Linked DNA regions of Mus musculus: all the other regions are linked to region 3. Evidence: chromatin contacts called from public promoter capture Hi-C data. All regions are on one chromosome and are shown on one strand. The core of a region is the stretch at or near the end of the contact, and the rest is flanking DNA. Distances in the headings are between cores, read along the strand shown. Region 1 overlaps Ttc7b (tetratricopeptide repeat domain 7B). Region 2 overlaps Ttc7b (tetratricopeptide repeat domain 7B). Region 3 overlaps Nrde2 (nrde-2 necessary for RNA interference, domain containing).

The links. Capture Hi-C pulls out chosen DNA fragments and counts their contacts.
Region 1: a contact with region 3 is called in a promoter capture Hi-C map of adipose tissue. The contact joins two enhancer-like sites. A contact is called at or near these places in 2 of 484 Hi-C or Micro-C datasets (bone marrow-derived macrophages and embryonic stem cells) and 2 of 9 other capture datasets (adipose tissue and liver).
Region 2: a contact with region 3 is called in a promoter capture Hi-C map of adipose tissue. The contact joins two enhancer-like sites. A contact is called at or near these places in 1 of 15 datasets of contacts at CTCF or cohesin (the NIH/3T3 cell line), 8 of 484 Hi-C or Micro-C datasets (CD4 T cells, the G1E-ER4 cell line, LSK cells and 5 more), 5 of 115 datasets of contacts at active chromatin or transcription factors (T-cell acute lymphoblastic leukemia, bone marrow-derived dendritic cells, embryonic stem cells and 2 more) and 3 of 9 other capture datasets (adipose tissue, embryonic stem cells and liver).

Annotation. Positions count from the first base shown.
Region 1 is chr12:100,391,068-100,396,034 of GRCm38.p6, forward strand. All of the region lies in intron 9 of Ttc7b (tetratricopeptide repeat domain 7B), which reads right to left. Among named protein-coding and RNA genes, the nearest start is that of Gm51958, 44 kb to the left of the region's middle. Within about 2 kb of position 2,719, at least 23 of the 459 cell types and tissues checked have an H3K27ac peak or open chromatin away from gene starts, as enhancers often do. A contact at or near this core is called in adipose tissue, where this site is marked.
Region 2 is chr12:100,423,836-100,428,390 of GRCm38.p6, forward strand. All of the region lies in intron 5 of Ttc7b (tetratricopeptide repeat domain 7B), which reads right to left. Among named protein-coding and RNA genes, the nearest start is that of Gm36375, 69 kb to the right of the region's middle. Within about 2 kb of position 2,631, at least 31 of the 459 cell types and tissues checked have an H3K27ac peak or open chromatin away from gene starts, as enhancers often do. A contact at or near this core is called in adipose tissue, where this site is marked.
Region 3 is chr12:100,125,671-100,130,237 of GRCm38.p6, forward strand. It overlaps Nrde2 (nrde-2 necessary for RNA interference, domain containing), which reads right to left. Exons shown (of 14, transcript NM_001290303.1): 12 at 3,625-3,763; 13 at 531-602; 14 at 1-61. Among named protein-coding and RNA genes, the nearest start is that of Psmc1, 18 kb to the left of the region's middle. Within about 2 kb of position 2,596, at least 52 of the 459 cell types and tissues checked have an H3K27ac peak or open chromatin away from gene starts, as enhancers often do. A contact at or near this core is called in adipose tissue, where this site is marked.

The sequences.
Region 1 (4,967 bases), core at 1,469-3,968, 270 kb after region 3:
CACCAGAGCTCCCCCTCCCCTCTCCAAGAGAGAGAGAGAGAGAGAGAATATGAAAGACAATAATGATAAACTAAGCTCCCTCCAGATCACAGGTATATGTGTTCTGTGTCACAGCTGATAGCCCTGTCTTCCAGTGGGCTCTTGGCATCTCTGCTACACAGTTCCAGCTCTGAACATGTCCAAACAGCTCCAGATGTTCCAAATTCTTAATACCATCCAAGGTCAGTGTTGGACTATCTAGCAAGTCCTCCCTTATGTTTTCAGAAATATCCAGAAACACACCTCTAAGAACTCAGGTTGCCCAAAGCTCCATTACAAGAAGAGACTTGTGTTGTGTCTGGAGACTTGATACCCACAATCTTCTTAGCCGGGGTGGGTGCTCACCCCACTTGTTTGATGAACCCTTTTAAGAAACTGCAAACATCTGTATGTGACACAGTAAAAATGGTCAGTTTTTGGGGCTGGCGAGATGGCTCAGTGGTTAAGAGCGCCTACTGCTCTTCCGAAGGTCCAGAGTTCAAATCCCAGCAACCACATGGTGGCTCACAACCATCCATAACGAAATCTGATGCCCTCTTCTGGAGTGTCTGAAGACAGCTACAGTGTACTTATATATAATAAATAAATAAATAACTTAAAAAATGGTCAGTTTTAATGTGTGTAAGGAGGTTGGTGAGGACGTATGCTAATGAGATACAATAAAGAACACTCATAATTCAACAGCATTCCTAGTGGAAGAGAAGTCCCGATGACAAGAGACTTCTCAGAAGGCAGCAGGTACAAGGGCACAGAAGTGGGAGGAAGGGACATAGCTGAAAAAGTTGTTGGAGCCCACAGACCCAGCATGGCGGGAGAGAAAACACGAGCTCTGAGGACAGATGGCCCAGGCTAATCAACACCCTTCACCCTCCAACCACAGAGCTATCAGTGGGGCAGAAGCCGGCCGTGGACAGTGCACCCACAGTGTCTGGCAGAGCAAGCACTGCAATGGTGACAGCTGCTGCGGCTGCTCTTGTGACACGACGTCGCAGCAGATCTGTGGGTTCTGATTGGAAGTAGGAGAGAGTTCCTGGGCCTGGGAGACTGCCAGGAGCCTGAGTGGAACTCTGTCCCCTGCTTACTTGTGGTGTCAGAAGAAGGAGGATGAGCCTGGGGTTGGAGGTGAGAGGGATGTGGCTCAGAGAGCTAGAGCATTGTGGACACCTCTGAATCATCTCCGTCACTAGAAGTGAAGATGAACTTAGCAGCAGGATGCCAACTTTCCAGGAAGTACAGGCATTCTGACACCCTCTAAAGCCCAGGCGACACTTGCCAGATGCTGTGGATATGTAGCAGTGCATCCCTTGGAGGCTAAAGGCTTCATCATATGGGGAACAGTCAGTATGTCATTTGCAAACTTACTTCCTGCTGGAATAAGGGCTTCACCTTTCTCTTACTTTGGCTTTTCATGGGAAGCCATAGTTGAAGGGTTCCGGGAACAGGCTGCTCCTCTGGCATGAGAAAGGGATTTAGCAATTACCTTCCTTGTACGTAAAGCTCGATCACACCAACTGTGTGTGTGGCAGTGACAGCTGCACAATACCGCAGGCAGGGAGAAGCCAGGGCCTATTCTGGGAACTCAAGAACAAGACTCAGCATCCAAAACCCATGGGGAGAAAGGGCAGAAATAAATAATCAGGTACCTTGTACACTTGGCTTGATGCCCAAAGCTGAAGCCACCCTGCTAGGAGAACGGTACCAGCCTGGACTCCTTCCTTTAGTTTTCACTGCAGAGACCTCAGGGCCCTTCCTAGGAAAACTGCCTTTCTTGAATTATTTATTGAGTATATTATTAAATGTGATTAATATAATTTTTAATAGTTGTGTACTAACACATTAAAAATTAACAAGGTAGATGAGTAACATGTTGATTCTTTTAGCAATGAAAATTTACTAACCTATTTAGCCATTTGGGACCATTGTTTTGTATACACAGAAGACCCTAATCATAGGGTGTGTGGTGACCAAGGCAACCTGACTCTGTTCTTACTTTACAAATATGAGGATGAAGATTCAGAAAGCCAACAAGATCTGCCTAGGGTCACACAGTGTCAGGCTGAAATCAGAATCTAGGTCTCATGATGCTATTATTTCTAATTTAATTAAAACTGAAAGTACAGATTAAATTGGAGCTTGAGCAATCTGCTTCAGAGAAGAGTGGGTCCAGGAAAAAGCGTCCAACAGTCATGCTCTCAGGGCTCAGACAACAAACAAGCCTCCCTCCCCATCTGTGGGAAAACACAATGTCAAAGCTTGCTCAAGCTTCCGCCTCTTTATTTTAGAAATAAAATACAGTATCCTCTGTATCCTTGCCCCACCCCTCCCCATTCCTCTTTTTGCTTTCAAACAGCAAGGCTACTTCCAGGCAGAGGATCGCCAAGTTTTATTGCTTTGGAAAAAGCTTAACTTAAAAGACATTATTTCTTCTGGCCACAGTGAGAATAAAAAATGAGGTTTTTTTTTCTTTATTTTTTTTGGGTGTGTGTGTGTGTAAGGTGGGGTAAAGGGTGTTTTCTGGAGACAGGGTTTCTCTGTATAGCCCTGGCTTTCCTGGAACTAGCTCTGTAGATCAGGCTGGTCTCAAACTCAGAGATCTGCTTATCTCTGGTTCCTGTGCACTGGGACTCATGGACCCCCACGTCTGGCTGAAAGTGGGTTATTTTCAATGGTCCCACGTGTCATTTTCTGGCAGTCAACCTTCTTAACTCTATGAGTCAGCTTGACTAAGTGTGAAGAGTATAGGAGCCCTGGTTGCAACTCGAATCCAATACTCTCTGCTGTGTTGCCAATGCAGTTGTTCTTTGTTGGCCTTACAGAAAGCACTAAACTCGGTTCCTTTCCTCTACCTCCTCCCTCTCAGCTGCTTTCCCTCTTTGGATTTTTGTATTAGCTCTCTGACCTGGCTTGAGACACCAGGTTCTAACCCTTAGACTGTAGTTGGGGCTTCACCTTGCGTATGGATGCAAGGGCTGCAGAGGGAAGTGAGGAGCCAGAGGTGGCACTCTGGTGGCACGAGGACAGTGGCTGTATACTGTATACAAAGTAAATGTGCAGCAAATGCTTAGGTGAGGAACAAGTATAGAGAGTCGGGGGCCGCTCTATCCACTCTCTCTAGGAGAGCTACAGAAAGAAAAGAAAGGGCCATAAGGACTGCAGCACACTCTAAAGACTCTAGAGATTGCAGTGTCCGACAGCACTGAAGCCAAGGGGATTAAACCGCAGCTTGAGGACCCAGGCTAACTTGATGCTTATTTGCGTATAGACCTGTGGAATAAAATAAAGACCACAGACTCAGCCAGTCTGGCTTTTGCAAGAGTGGTGAGTCTATTCAACAAGGAACAGAATAATCTCTTCAACAAAAAGTGTTGGCTTATGTAATTTCCACACATAGCCTTTGTGATGTCTGTCAACTAACTGTCAACTTGATACGACCCAAATTCACCTGAAAGAAGGGCCTCTGAGACTATCAGTGAGGGGTTGACTTGACTGTGTTAACTGAGGTGGGAAGACCCAGAAGGTCCTCTGAGACTGTCTGTGAGGGGTTGCCTTGACTGTTAACTGAGGCGGGAAGACCCACCCAGGCGGCATCATTCCCTAAGCTCTCAGGTCATGGGCTGTATTAGAGAAAAGAGCTGAGTAGGAGCATTGCACACATCACTGCACTGCACTCTGATATTCCCTGTGGGTATGATGTGACCAGTTCTCTCAGGCTCCTGCTGTTGTGGCTTCCCTGGTTGATGGACTGGAACCTGTAATTATATTATAAGTCATGCAAATCTTTTCTCCCTTGAATTGCTTTTGCTGGGATATTTTATCACAAAAACAGAAAATCCAACCAACCAACCTAAAACAAGAATTACTATTGAAAGTACTTTGTTGTGAAAAACTTGACCATGCATATGGGCTTTAGACTTCTGAATAGTTTTGTGGCTAGAGAGCAGCAGCTTTTGATACACTAGGGTACAAAGCAATTACATGCTGGAAGCAAAGCTTATTGGACCATTCTGTTAAAAGCATGGAAAGAGGAAAATGTTGAGAGAAATTCAGACAATGGAGGCCTAGATCATGAGAATTCAGAGGATAACATGCACTTACTGGGAACCAGACTGGGAGCCGTTAGTAGAGTACTTTGGCTAAGTATCTAACTTCAAGCTGACCATGTCCTGAGAACCTGAGGTTGAGCTTAATGCTAATGGACTGATTTGTTGGGCAGAGAAACATTCAAGGCAGTATGGTATTCAGACTGGTGATATAACTGCTAAAGAGCTCAGTACCATCACAGAGAAAGTTCCTTCACTGCACTGGGATACTAGGAAAAGTATTCTGAGGGCAAAACCTTATCCATCAGAGACATCTTGAACCTACAGCAGAAGTGGGAAATGGTGATCACATGACACTGGTTTTGAAGGTGCAAAAGATGCAAGATTGAGGGGGTCATGAAGGAGCTGTTGTGTGGTGGGGCTGTCACCCCCGTGTAAAGGCCCTAAGAGGCCTCTGTGTGAACTTGTGGAGGCGAATCCTAAACTGCACTGGAGACCTGAGAATACTGGAGATGCCAGGGCCATAGGACATCTGCCATGGAAAGCTACAGGTGTGGACTGAAGCTTGGCTAAGCTCATGCAAGAAGCTGTGTGTGCTGCTATTGGCAGAGCTGGAAGAGAGGGGCTAATCTAGCCTCTGGGAACCAGTTGAATATATTATAAACTCCAGATGCCAGTCACGAGGCAACATTAATCTGTTTTGGTTTTTCAACTTTTCCAGTGTGCATGCATGTGCGCGCGCATGTGTATGTGTGTGAGTGTGTGTGTGTGTATGTGGTTAGTATATGTATAGGTGAATGTATGTGGGTGTGCACACATATGGAGGCCTGAGGTTGGGAATCATCAATGCAAGGACTCACCAATATAGCTAGTCTTGCTAGCCAGCTT
Region 2 (4,555 bases), core at 1,381-3,880, 300 kb after region 3:
TTTATGCATCCCTACTTGTCAATTCCTTTAAAAATGATCTCCGGGGCTGGTGAGATGGCTCAGCAGTTAAGAGCGCTGACTGCTCTTCCAAGGTCCTGAGTTCAAATCCCAGCAACCACATGGTGGCTCACAACCATCCGTAACGAAATCTGATGCTCTCTTCTGGAGTGTTTGAAGACAGCTACAGTGTACTTAGATTAAATAAATAAATTAAATATTAAAAAACAAACAAAAACTAAAAATGATCTCCTATGCTATGGGAGGATTATTTTTGCAGAATGTTCCATGTCAATATCTAGAAGTGTTTTCCACCAGCAGTCTTAATGCTTTGGTTCTTATATTAAGATCTTCACTTGAAGCTCCATCACTGCACAGGCCCCCTCTGTACAGATCTCCCTCTGTAGCTCTGAAACAGCTTTTTCCAGTGCTGAGCTCCAAATTCATTGTTAGCATAAGTTTACAATGGCATAAATTTTGTTTTACAACTCTGAACAGTTATAGCTTTTTGATATTATCTCCTGAGTCCTATCCAACAAGAGGGAGATATATTCTGAAAAGAGCCAGAGCTCCAACATCAGCTCATAACAGAAAACCAAGGCTGAGATGGTTGAGAGGACTTGAGAATCTTTCAGACTCCGATGGCCTAACAATGTCAAATTTAACATATCTTTCTTTTATTTATCTTTTCATTTCTTAGAAGACGAGTAGAAAAAGAAAAATTCTCTCCTTCCCCATGCAGTATGTATGTATGTGTTTTGTGTGTGTGTGTGTGTGTGTGTGTGTGTGTGTGTATGTATGTATGTATTATGTCTATGAGTGTTTTGTTTGCATGCATATAAGTGTACCCCATGCATGCAGTGCCCACAGAGGTCAGGAGAAGGCATCAGATACCCTGGAACAGTGAACTGTCATGTGAGTCCTGGGAATTGAACCCAGGTCCTCTGCAAGAGCAGCTAGTGCTCTTAACCCCTAACCATGTACTTCTAATTATCTACTGACTTCCGAGTTTGGCTCAGGACAGTAATATAAATTCAGTCGTCATGAAAACTCAAAGTTGGGTTGCAAATAGGAGTCTTCATATTCAATATGAACTCTCTGGATGGTAAGGAAAGGGAGCCAGGCTTTCCATAGTAAACTCAATTTCAATTTCTCTCTGGTCGAGAATTTCTAAGCAAAAATCAATTATAAGATGAGTCAATACAACAGCTCTCTGGAGCAAAGCAGCAGTTTGACTTTTTCTAGTTTCTCTCTACTGCCAGGCTGAGCTGCATAAGAAGTAGGTTGTTTCACCAGCTGAGCATTTTCCTATTGAGCGGTTGGTTTCCTCTCAGGTTTCTGCAGGTCCCCAAGGATGCTCTAGTGAACAGGGTTGCCATCCCTACCTCACGGTAGCCCAAGTTCCTCAGACAGCAGCAGGCTAGAGATCTGCTGAACCATTGGGAGTCCACCGACCAAATCCATGGAAGATGTGCTTGCTACCTGCCTCTGGCCTTCCACCTCACTAAGCTCAGGCTGGCAGATAGCGCAATAACACACCGTCTTAGCAGCCTAGACAGTGCTCCGTGTAGTATGGAGGCCAAGCAGGCTTTCCTCCTACACCACAGCACATGTCTGCCATGAATCTGAAGCTAACGCGTTTTAGAGACACAGACATGGGCATGTCAAGGTTTGGAAAAGGGGAAACCTGCAGGCAGTGTAGAAAATCCCTTCTGTCCTTGTCCTCCACATGTTTCTCTTGGTGTCCAGAGTCCAAGGGACCAAAGCCAAAGCTTCACTTGGCTGTTTCCTGGCTTCCTTTTGAAGAGAAAAGTGTTGCCTCCTGGGGGAGGGGAGGAGGGTCCCAGCACAGCTGCAAACGCACCTAGCAGCACTCGCCACATGTTAGTTCACCAGACAAACTCAACACCTCGAGAGCAAAGTCTGGTTTTTTGTTGTTGTTATTTTTTTGGGTCCCCCCCACCCCCGTACCTATCTCTCCTGGTCTCAACAGCCTCACAGGAGCAAGCCAGGAGACCCTCAGGAAAGAAAAGAGTGAGCAGGAGCCTGCTTTGAAATCCCTTTCCCTGTCAAGTTTTGTGACTACCAGGGAACAGCTAAAGCAGACTCTCACAGAGAAAGATATACCCACTCACCACTGTGGGCACCGTCAACATTTAAAACGACAGAAACACAAAAAGATATCATCCATCTATGTTCTGAAAGTCAGTAACTCTTAGATCCCAGCTTGAGAATCTTGCTTCTCCTTCACGTCAACAAACCTTGGTGTCATCTGTTCTGAAAACGTGTGACATCAGAAGTAGACCTCCACATCAGGAATGAAAACAGCATGCTTCCTGGTACCAAAGGATACTCAGGTTTCCCAGAGCAAAGCCTAGCTTCTCCCTCTGAACGCACTCTTGCCTCAGATCCAGTGGCATGCATTTGTGAAGACAGATGGCATCTGTAGTCAGGGGCCAGGGATCAAACTCACAACCTTGGCCTCATTAGCAAAGGACTGTACAGAGCAAGGCAGCTGCAGCCTAGATATAGCAATGGAGGGTGTGACAGCCACGACACTAGGAAGTGACCAAGCATGCCAGGCTTCTGGATGTCTCATCTCAATCTAATGAGAGCTGTCGTAGGCTTAACAACATTTTTTGGATGACTCCACCAAGGGAGGCTTCCTCATGACAAATGGGAAGTAAAGTGTATAACTGGTCAGCTGGCCAGGCAGCGTGAGGTAACAGGAACACATCAAACCAGACACAGAGGGTGCCTTCTAGTTCATATCACATATCACAGGGACATGAAGGAATCCATTTAACACACATGCAAAAGAAAGCCCAGAGTGAAAAAGTGCACAAAGTAGGAAAGCAGCTGCAGAAGCCGGAGGGCTGCAGACAGCTCATCCTTCTCTCAGCTCTTCTTTACACCGCCAGACCCCAAGCCTCCGAGGAATGAGAAACACAGGAAAGCTCGTCCTATCTTCAATCCTCCTTCCTTCCAACCTCAGGGAATAGTCAAAGGACATCAACGTTCATCAAAACCTGCCTCCACAGGAAACTCACCAGGGAGTCGGAAAAACAAACCTTCTCTCTCGTGAACATAATTGTATCTTAACGAAGGGCAATTTTCTCAAGGATTTATTTGTATTTTATGAGTGTTTTGTCTGAATGTATGAAAGTGTACTTTTTTTTTTTGCATGCCTTGTGCCCATGGAGGCCAGAAAAGGGCCCTTGATTCTCTGGATGTGGATGCTGGGAACTGAGCCTCGGTACTTTGCAAGAGTAGCGACTGCTCTTATCCTCTAAGCAATCTCGCCAGAGCCTTAATGAGTCTCAATTTAATCCCAGAAGCCCAAAAGAATCCAATGGACTCTTGGATTCCTTAGTGTAATAATACTTTTAACAAACTAACCGTGTGGATCGATCACAGGGGAAACTGCCTTTCTGTGCATTTGTTTAGGAATCCTTATGTTTATCTGCAAACTTAAATTATGAGAGACGAAACAGTACTGACTCTGTAGCCAAACCTCATGGGTTTCAATCTTCTGTAAGGGGAACCTCTCTCCATTTTCTTATCTATTTTACAGCTCACTGACTTGCTATGAAAAGAGAAAGTGAGTAAAATACACTGGGGAAGTGTTTTTAAATGCCACCCCTCATCAAGGCTATCATCCTCTATGAGGGCTAGTTTTATGTCAGTGTCAGCTGCAGTCATGCGGGAGGAGGAAACCTCACTGAGAAAAGGCCCCCACCACACTGGGCTTGTGGATGACCCTATGGGGGCATTTTCTTGATTGATGATTGGTGATTAATGATTGATGTAGGAGGGCCTAGGTCACTATGGGCAGTGAAACCTTTGAGCTGGTGGTCCTAGGTGCTGTAAGAAAGCAGTCCGAGCAAGCCATAAAGAACATGCCATAGACGGAACTTCCCCATAGCTGCTGCATCAATTCCTGTCTCCATGTTCCTGCTTTGAGTTCCAACCCTGACTTCCTTGAATGATGGTCTAAAAACTGTAAGGTTTAACCAAGCTTTTCCTTCCCAAGTTGCTCTTGATCATGGTTTTTAACCACAGGAAAACCCTAATTAAGACATCTTCAAAAGTATACCATTGGGGGAGGGGATAATACTAAGCTCTACCTTCCAATTTATAGGAAGGAAAATCTTTATTTCTTTAGAATCATTTTACTTTGAAGACAAAAATGACATTCCCTAGTTGACTCCTTCACTCCCTTGGCTAGGTTTTGAAAGCCAACAATGCAATGAGTAGCCCATGAAGATCCTAATTCCCAGGTTGGGCCTAAGATGATAAAAGGCAACAGCCGGGCCAGTGAGATGGCTAAGGGGGTAAGGCCATGGTACACACTTGCTGAGACGCAAGCACACACACAGGCATAATTAAGTAAAAGATAACTGATGTCATGTGAGGTGAATAAGAAACTTTCTGGACCTACTTACTCTGCGGGGAAGGTGATGGTGACATCTCCTGAGAGACTGGTGCTCTGGGGGAAGAGGGTGAGTCCCAGACAATGCTAACACTGAACACAAGGGGGATCAAGGGTTTAGGAAGT
Region 3 (4,567 bases), core at 1,346-3,845:
TCACGTCCAGGATCTCCTGCAGCTCGTCTGGGAAATACTCCATGGCGTCCATGTATAGCACCTGTGGGCAGAGAGGAGACCAACACTGGCTGGAAGCATCAAAGAGTCCCACGATGGAGTAGGGTCCCAGTGAGTCCCATCAATTCTCGGTCCTGCTGGGACGAGCTCAGGCAGCTCTGCAATGCCCAGGGGAAAGCTGTGAATGGCATAAAGAGAGTGAAGCCCTCTCTTTATTTGGCCAGCAGGGTCAGCAGGCACTGCCATGACCGTTTGGTTTCCCTCTGGGTCTGGGTAGGACATGGGCATCTGGGCATTGCAAGGGATGCTGGGAAGCAGCTCACCCACGGAGCACCATCGACTGCTACAGGGACAGTCACAAGGAGCTCTGGTGCTGTGGGGACGGTGGCGAGGAAAAGGCTTTGGAAGAGGGTACTGCCCTGCCAAGCCACACACCCTAACACTGCTAGGCAGAGGCTGGCAGGAAGGTCCTTGGGAAGCTGAAGACAACAAGCACTGCGTTTAAAGCTTACCTTTGCCCAAGGACAGCTCTGGAGGGCCTTGTAGAACACGCCTTTGCTTCTTTCTTTGTTTCCTAAGGAAACCTGAGTTAAGAAGAGAGTAGCGTGAGCAATGGAGGCAGGGGAGCCAAGGCTACTACACCACTATCTACGCTTGCCCTGAGACACCGGAAGCCAGCCTGCATGTGCGCTGACACCATCTTGGCAAGCAGGGGGATGGTTCCCAGTGGCAGACAACACTCTGGCTCAGCGTGTTAGATCACACGATGCTGTTAACTTCCTGTGTCCCCTTTATGACACTATTGTACCTGGGTGTCAGTGAGAGTGCTTGGGGTGAGGTGTTCGTGAGGTGAGGCTGAGGACCTGGCACATGGAAAGTCATCTTCTATTTTAAGAACATTATCTTCAGAGAATTAAGAAACTGGCATCCCCTGGGTACCAGTTACATCATTTCTCTGAGAGGCATTACATGACAAACATCTGAGGAGGCTGAGGCAGGAGGATAACAAATCCTAAACCAACCTGTCTCAAGACAATGAATAAGTAAAAATCAAAAGGCAAATTTGCCCATTACTTATTGAGAGTAAAATTTGCCATCAGAGTCTAGAGGCAGCCGGATATCAGTGTGCACAGCTGCTGCCTAGGCTGCACCATGGCGTGATGTTCCTATGCTGCTCAGATGCTTCCGTCTGCCTCTGCTTAAGAGGGAAGGAGGGGAGTGGGGAGGAGAGGAAAAGACGGGCAGAGGATGGGTGAGAGGAAGAAGGTGTAGAGAGGGAAGGAGAACACTCAGTACTCAGTGTGTAGTGAGTTTTCTCCTAGCCCTGAAAATGAAGGCCTTTCTAAAAATGGCCTAAGATCTGAGTGGCCAACAGATCAACAGCAATTACAAGGAGGTAAAGAAAGTCTAACAGTGACAACCGAGAAATACCACAGCCCCCTTTTATGTAGTGGGACTTCCTCCACTGTGCATATCTGGTCCCGTAACGGCTGACTGGCTTATCTACTTAAATGTCCTTCCATACTGTGTAAGTGCACGGCCAGAGTCTCTCTCTTTTTTTTGTTTTTTGTTTGTTTGTTTGAGACAGGGTTTCTCTGTGTAGTCCTAGCTGTCCTGGAACTCACTTTGTAGACCAGGCTGGCCTTGAACTCAGAAATCCGCCTGCCTCTGCCTCCCGAGTGCTGGGATTAAAGGCGTGTGCCACCACGCCCGGCTATAGCCAGAGTCTTGGAGGAAGCTGCCACTGTCTCAACACCGCCACCAGCTTGGCTCAAAGTGCTGATGTGCACACACGGTTAACAGCTAGGAGGTCCCCTCACACTGAGGCTGCCGCCCGACAAAGGTCAGCCTAAGGAGGAAACCTAACTGCTGTTTGTCTGACTCCTTTTCCTTCTCTAGCCAACCAAGGATGGGGCTTAACGCCCAACATTTCTGCAGGGAAAAAGTAAGCATGCTAGCACGCAGCATGCCTGCACACCATCCAGAGGACTCAAGCAAGCCACCCTCCCCGACAGCCGCACACAGCAGCTCTTTCCTGTCCTCTGACACTTCAGCCCACACCTCACACTGGAGCAAGGGAGCTCTCTCTCTCTCTCTCTTTCTCTCTCTCTCTCTCTCTCTCTCTCTCTCTCTCTCTCTCAACTGTAGTTAATTAACAAAAGTGCTAGGAGCCCACTCAGATGCCTCAGGAACTGCCAGGTAAGTCACTGCTCTAATTAATCCTTGGTTTTAACACCACCTCATCAAAGATACAAACTCCTTAAGGGCCCAGACCTTTCTTTTCAAATCAACAGCAGTTTTTTGTATCCAGCCCACGCATACCCAGCTCCCTGCAGTCCCAGTCAAAGCACTGTCACCTGACCTTTTCCTGTGTCCATCTAAACACTTGGGACAGGAAGCTGATAAACAGACAAGTATCCCACTCTGCTCTAAGGCTCCTTTCTATGCTTAGAAAGGTTGAGACACGGGGGAAAGAGATTGACAAAAGCCAGAGTTTCCTGTTAGCTGTACCAGGCTGCCAGGCAGTCAAATCAGGACACACCATAAATACCATCTCCCCATGCAACCCTCTGTTCTGCATGGAATTCAGCCATAAACCTAGGCTTCCGGCTCGAAAGAATTCCTCTAAGTGCTAGGGACACAGTGCAGCTGGTAAAACGCTTGTCATATAAGCACCAAGTTCCCCGGAACACAAGTGAAAAACAAACAAACCCACAAAGCAAGCGTGGTAGCACAGAGTTAGTTAGCACAGCACTGGGAGGCAGAGACAGGCAAGGCCCTGGGGATTTCGGATAAGCCGGCCTAGCCTGCTGCTAAGTTCTAAGCCATGTGAAAGACCCTACTTCAAAACAAACAAACAGTGAAATACACCCAAGAAACAGTGCCCAAGGTTGACATTTTGGCCTCCACATGTACGTGCACACATCTACACACACACCCCCACACACATGACTGTGCAGGCCGCAGCCCAGACCTAGGCACTCAGCACTCTGCACCTAAGCCTGTGCCTGTTTGCCCCATGCACCAAGAGCTGAACTGGGGAACACGTCCTCTGGGTCCCTCAGGCCTTCAGTACAGACGGGGCTGATGTGGAGATCAGGGAAGGCACCCACATGGCTTCTAAGAACCAGGCCAGACTGTCTTCCTCTGCCTTCCTCTCTAGTGGTGCTAGAGACTGACCCCAGGGCCTGGCAAGCTAGAACGGATGACCTACACGTCCCACTCAAAATTTCACATTCTTGACCGATCCTTATCTTTTGATAACAAAGCTGAATCAAGACCAGGAGGCTCTTGTGAAGAGAAAAGCAAGGATGTCAGCTTCTCTGACCTAAAAGCTCCTGGGCCATTCCCAAGTCACTAGTTTAACAAGGTCAAGGCAGAGAAAGCCAGTAATCACTCTTGCATTTCATTCTTCCAAACATCCTGAAAGAGGAGACACCGCTCAGTCGGGTTCGCATAAAAATTAACCCACGCCCCCAGGGAGGGGTGGGAATAAGGCCCTGCTTCCCAGGCCTGGCTACAGACAACTGCAGTTTTGTCTACTTATAAATTTAGACACGGGGCTTTAACAAAGCAAAACCAGAGAGTCCAAAATTTTTTTCTTACCAAAAAATTCAAATACATCCTCCACAGTAGGGGACACTGGTTGCCCTTGTCGCTCCGAATCGCATTTTCAAACAAAGCTCTGATGCGATGCGTAAGGCCAGTCTCGGGGATTGTTGCATGGACCTCTCTGCCTCCTACCCTGCAAGGAAAGAACTCAGGTCATTCTAAGACAGGTTCTGTGCCCGACATCCCAGCGGGAAGACATACTTCAGCAATGGCGAAGCGCAGCGGCGTCTGGATCCGCTTTTCAGAGGTGTTCTGTCCCTCAGGGGTGAGCATGCCGGCAGCCAGTATAGGTGTGGCATAAGCAAGGACACTGGCCAAGAATGTGTTTCTTCGCTATGCTGACCCTGCCCAGGAACCACACACAACCCCATTAATCAGAAAGAAAGGCCTCCCTTGGGAAAGAAAAGGTCTTTCAATTTACAATGGACAAGACTCAGATCAAGTGAATAAATATCACTGAAAGAGACAAAAACCAAGCAAAATAAAGTATCCCTCAGTTTATCAGGATTTCACTGATGTGATGCAGAGCAAACAGCCCAGAAGGAACAACGATTCCTACGCTGACACGGTCCCCAGATGACCACTAGCCCTCAGCTGTAACAAGCTGTCAAAGGAGGCATGGGAAACAGGAGGCCGTTCTCAGGGAGGCTGACAGAGGGAGGCTCGCAGCCGCTGGGCAGCACCTGCTGCACTGGACCTGACAGGAAACCCCAGGAAGTCAGTTCTTCCGCAAATACATTTGACAGGAGGGGAAATGACGTGCTTGCCCCAAATCACCCAGGTGACAAGCAGCAGAGCGGGTACCTGCATCAGAGCCTCTACAGTCTACACCTGACAGCACGAGGCTCTCATTACAGCACCTCAGACACACCAGAAACCAGTCAGGTGGAGCCACTTCCTAAGGTCTGATTCACTCTTCCGTCACTGTCGTGGCTAA